2 separate regions of the Mus musculus genome follow, and region 2 is linked to region 1. The links are chromatin contacts, called in public Hi-C maps. All regions are on one chromosome and are shown on one strand. Each heading gives the region's core, a stretch centred on a gene start, on an enhancer-like site or on the middle of the called end of the contact. The rest is flanking DNA. Distances are from core to core; before and after follow the strand shown. Region 1 overlaps Zdhhc13 (zinc finger, DHHC domain containing 13). Region 2 overlaps Nav2 (neuron navigator 2).

Region 1 (2,514 bases), core at 9-2,508:
TTGTTAATAATTCTTTCTTTTTTTCCCCATGTGGATTTACAGACTGGTCAAATCATTGTGCCACAACATTCAAGGAAGATGGACTATGGACCTACCTCAATCAGATAGTGGCCTGTTCTCCCTGGGTTCTGTATATCTTCATGCTAGCAGCTTTCCACTTCTCATGGTCAACATTTTTATTAATAAATCAACTCTTTCAGGTATTTCTCAAATGGCTCTGAATGTCATTTTCAGAGACTAATAGTTGTGTAGAAAGACTTGACTTTAAAATCTGAAGACCAGCGTCCAGTTCCACCTCCAAGGCTCCCTCTGTGAGTCTAGCATGCCGTTTCCCACTCTTCATTATTAGTTTCCTTGTCTGTAAGATGAGGACAGTATTGTCCATCCGTTCTCACCAGCAGCTTAAAGGTTAGAATAATAAATTGCTGAGACTGTCCCCACTTACAAATGGACTAATCTGGCCTTTTAGTTTTATGGTACAGAAAAGTGAATTGAGTTGCTCAGAGTCACCCAGCAAGTGGAGACTTGGTCCTTCTAACAGTCCCATTCAGGGGTCTTGTCTTCTTATGTGTGAAAACATGATATAAACTGTAAAGTATTAGACAAACGCAAGGCAGTTACTGTCCTTCAATTCTTCTGATTCTATTACCTTATATACCACTTAGGTAGATGCAAGAGAGGGGAAGATAAAAGACAGGTCACTAACCAGTGGACAAAGTGAACACAGTTGAAAAAGTTCATACACAGGGCAATAACAGCCTCAGTTTTCTGCGGAGCTTCCTCCCCTGCCCTGTGTCCCGTTACTATGGGCTGTCTCTGTGGAATGGGCAACAGTGATCATTTTAGCAAGTTATTAATACTGGGGTTTAGACTATTATTCATCAGAAGCAGAGCAGATCCCACTGGGGGAATAATGGTAAGCGTGAGAGGACAAGAGAAGGACGGCGAGAAGACTCTGGGGAAAGGAACTGACCCTGACGAAGACAGCTGCTCAGGTAGTGAGCGAGAGTCAGTGTCACAGGGAGTGCTCACACAGTTGATACTATCATTTATAAGAACACTTTCCAGGACATTTACACATCATTCACTCTTGAGATAGGGAACAAACCATAGTAGTAGCTCTATTTTATGGACAAGAAAACATCATCTAACAAAGGTCTTGCTTTATGAGTTCAGACATCCTTAATAGCTAAGGTGTGCATGGAGTCACAACACCTGAAATGCAAGCTCTCTAGAGGTTAAAGCATGATAATAAGAAGTTCAAGGCCAGTTTGGGCTGCATAGCAAAACCTGTCTGTACTGAGGAAGAAAAGTGGACTAAAGGTTTCAGATAATTTTCACAAACAAGAATTGCACAATTGTTTATTTAAGGAACAAAGCAATCCAGTTCTTTGAAAACTTTGATTTCCTGAATATTGTGATTTAAGATACTTTTATCTGCATTATAGCAAACTGAGCTTGCATCGCCTCCTGATCCTCAGCGTGCGTCTTAGACATTTATCTCAGATCCTTAACACAGTATGAGGAGGGTGGCTAATAACTCCGTTATACAAATTGGATATTGATACTTGGGGTGTTCCAAGGTTTAGATTAGCTAACCCTGTGAACTACTGTGGTCTATAATGATTCCAGAGTTTCTTAATTACCTTAGTCCTTACCCTTCAAAGTTATGACTTTAGGCGTTGTCCCCTTTGGTGCATTAGCCTTTTTAAAGAACAGCTCAGAACTCAAAATTGTGCTAATTGCACTGATACTACCTGACCCTATTTCGGTTGTTCAACAAATGTGTGTTCTTCTGTTGAAATCTAAATATGGCCATAAGACATGACAAGAATTAGTGAAAAGATATTTTTATAATTCCAAGTTAATGTGCAGAGCTTTCTTGAGTGTTAATAAAATCCAGACAATAAGTCTAGCCATATTTACATGGTAAAATACAGGGTAAGGTTGTGACTCTTTGTCCTCAGTGTGATCTTTTGCTGGAAGTCTGAGGGTGAGAATACTAAACAGTTGCCACCATCTTATAATGCGCTTTCAAGAATAGTAGAGCCATGATGTTATAATTCTTAATCCATGTTGTAATTCTTATAATTCCATCTTTTTCAGATTGCATTTCTGGGCCTAACCTCCCATGAGAGAATCAGCCTCTTAAAGCAAAGCAGGCACATGAAACAGACATTGTCCCTCAGGAAAACACCATACAAGTAAGTAAATTCTGATCTGGTCACCAAGTCTTTGGAAGATTCCCAGGTACTGATTTCCTGACCCAGTCCCATTTTCTAACCTATCTCATGGAATGGAGCCCGTTTTTTCTTGGAAGCCTCAAGGTTAGGTTTTAAGTGATAAGGTCATATGCCCAATGGGGTCAGGAATTCAGTCCACTGGACTCAGTGCAAATATAAGTTACTTTGAAGTTTTGCCAAGATGGGGATTCTCCAGTTGAACCAAGTGTCACAAGGTTGTGTCTTGCTGGCAAGGAGTCAGTGTGAGATAGTTAAGCTGGCATGTGTCTGA
Region 2 (2,514 bases), core at 10-2,509, 570 kb after region 1:
GCAACCACATAGTGACTCACAACCATCTGTAATGGGATTCAATGTCCTCTTCTGGTGTGTCTGAAGGCAGCTACAGTGTACTCATACACATATAATAAACAAATAAATTAAAAAGGGGGTTCCCTACAGAGAGTTACTTCTAGCTGGAGGCTGTGTGGGCTCTTCTAAGATGGCACAGTTTCAGTCAGGTGGCCTGGGGCCTGTTTAATGAGTTAAACAGTGGGAGCCACCACCACCGTGGGGACCACCCTCCCAGTGAGACCATGATAAAAGCATGGAATTTGTTCGATGTTTTAACACCCTCCTGGAACCCAAGGCCTCAGGAGGTAGGAGCAGATCTACAAGCTGGAGTGGAAAGGGAGAATGCCAGAAGTCAGTGGCAGAATGAAGTCTACTTCATAGAGGAGGGTGAATCAAATTCATGAGGACCAGCCCAGAGCCAAGCTGTGCTCGGAGCTATTAAACTAAAACACTCTCGCCAGCTAGAGCCATCAAGACATTGCCTGAGAGTGGGGATAAGGACAATATGTTCATTGTGAAAGGCAGTCCTCTGTTAATTTAGAATAAATTCCGTGGCGTACATACTGGGTTGAGTGCATATAAACATTGGAGAGTCTGGGAAATCCCATTACAGGAATTAGTTGTGGATGGGAGTGGTGGAACTGGCACTGTGTAGTGCAAATTCTGTGATGTCCAAAGGTCGCTGTGCCCAGTTAAAAGCCGTTTCTTTTACTTTTGGTCACCAGAGACATTCATCAAGCCAGAATATTCTCCTTTAAAACAAAAAAAGTAATTAGGCCTGACAGCCGAAGTCAAATCAGACCTTTGGGAATGACCTAATTGCTTTTTTGTTCGAGGCCTGACATCGATTTGCCCTTGGCCTTGGTGTCAACACTAGCAAACACGGGCAGCCTCCCAGACTCCGGCTGGTGGCTCTATCCTTGCCACAGAGAGGACAAAGGACAGCGGCATCCCAGAGGTCATGGGACTCTGTGGTCACCTGCAATTCCTGCCAGGCTGAGAATTTTGTGGGTAAACCCTGGTTCCTGCTGAAACTGCCGCTCACCATGTGGACATCTGACTGCCTGCTTCTTTACTGACTGGAAATTTCCCCCCAGCAACTGGAGGATGGGTGGGTCTATCAATTTCATCTCCACCTCCGTGTTACTGGCAACTGCTCCGGCTTTGAGGATCACACTGTGGTGACATTGATCAAGATGAGAGATCTCATTCCGCCCTGGTTATTTTTGGCATCTGTGAGCAGTCCAAGGCCTCGACTTTTGGCACCGTGTGGTTAGGATATTAAGTAACTGCTTCCTGCGCTAGTACAGACAGCGTTTTGAGAGTCCTAACCTCGTCGCTCCCGTCTATCTCATTGGTCAATTCGAGTGCATTCTGCTTGCTGTTGGCTCCTCGTGAGTGGGTCTGGAGAAAGCTGAATGGTTATTAAACGTGTCTTGTGTTTTTCCCCTCTAGATTGAAAACATAGATGCCTGCTTGAATTTCCTGGCAGCTAAGGGAATCAACACCCAGGGGCTGTCTGCAGAAGGTGAGTCAGGGCCCACGCCTTTTCATCATTTGTGATACCCACCTGTTAAGGCCCACCTGTTACCTAACAGTCAATTGCTGCAGTCCTGACCAGGGGTGCCGGTGGGCTGTCCTGGCTGGGTGCCCTTTCCAGCACAGTTGACGTTACTAACTTTCTCACAGTTCTCAGATCACTCTAAGAATGCAGCCCTGTGTGCATGCCACATCTGCATGCCACAGAGGGTGTGGGGGAAGAGAATGGGAGCACACTGCTCCAGTTAGAGAAGTTCCTGCTTCAACAACACTGATTCCCTGTCCCGTGGCGCAGCAGGTTATCAACCAGCCATTATCTGTGGGAAAGAGAATATCCAACCACAGAACCAAGTCCAACCATCCAGCGCCCAAGGGAACTGCTTAGTCCTTGCTGGTGACATCTCACCTTGCTCTTGAAGACAGAGAGAGTGAGGTTTGCGAACACACTACCACCTTTTAGCCTCCCGATTAGCTTTTAATTAACTTGGATTTGGTGGCTAATTAGCATCAACAGTGTCTGCTAGTGGAGTGTTGTTAGGTGGGATAATAGTTTGGAGCCCGCTGGCCAGAATTATCTACCTCCTCAGTCCTCAGGCAACACTTCCACCTGGAATCTCTCAATCTCTCTCTCTCTCTCTCAATCTCTCTCAATCTCTCTCTCTCTCCCCCCCCCTTGCTCTCTCCCCTTCCTTCCCCCTCCCCCTGTTTGTAAACACAGGCAGCTGCCGGCTCTGAAGCTGCCATAGGCCAGGCATCTCCCCAGCTCATTAGGCTGCACCTGCCTCCAGTTTTCCCCGGAACAGGTAGTGCAGTCGGGGCAGTGCAGTTGTTCCTCCTGGCATAGCAGGAGTGTGCTCTGAAAAGATGTAAAAAGAGCGTTGGCCCTGGAAGCTGGGGTGGGGCTGAGAGAGCAGTAAGCTGGAGTCCACAGATGGAGTAGGTAAGTTAGCAGAC

Evidence for each region. Hi-C and Micro-C count contacts between places; a contact is called where the count stands out from the background.
Region 2: a contact with region 1 is called in a Hi-C map of liver, with 5 times the contacts expected there. The contact joins two enhancer-like sites. A contact is called at or near these places in 1 of 484 Hi-C or Micro-C datasets (liver) and 1 of 115 datasets of contacts at active chromatin or transcription factors (astrocytes).

The regions. Positions count from the first base shown.
Region 1 is chr7:48,822,528-48,825,041 of GRCm38.p6, forward strand. It overlaps Zdhhc13 (zinc finger, DHHC domain containing 13), which reads left to right. Exons shown (of 17, transcript NM_028031.3): 15 at 43-200; 16 at 2,107-2,204. Among named protein-coding and RNA genes, the nearest start is that of Csrp3, 24 kb to the right of the region's middle. Within about 2 kb of position 1,259, at least 3 of the 459 cell types and tissues checked have an H3K27ac peak or open chromatin away from gene starts, as enhancers often do. A contact at or near this core is called in liver, where this site is marked.
Region 2 is chr7:49,396,607-49,399,120 of GRCm38.p6, forward strand. Nav2 (neuron navigator 2) reads left to right here. Exons shown (of 39, transcript NM_175272.3): 4 at 1,477-1,549. Among named protein-coding and RNA genes, the nearest start is that of Gm51447, 40 kb to the right of the region's middle. Within about 2 kb of position 1,260, at least 111 of the 459 cell types and tissues checked have an H3K27ac peak or open chromatin away from gene starts, as enhancers often do. A contact at or near this core is called in liver, where this site is marked.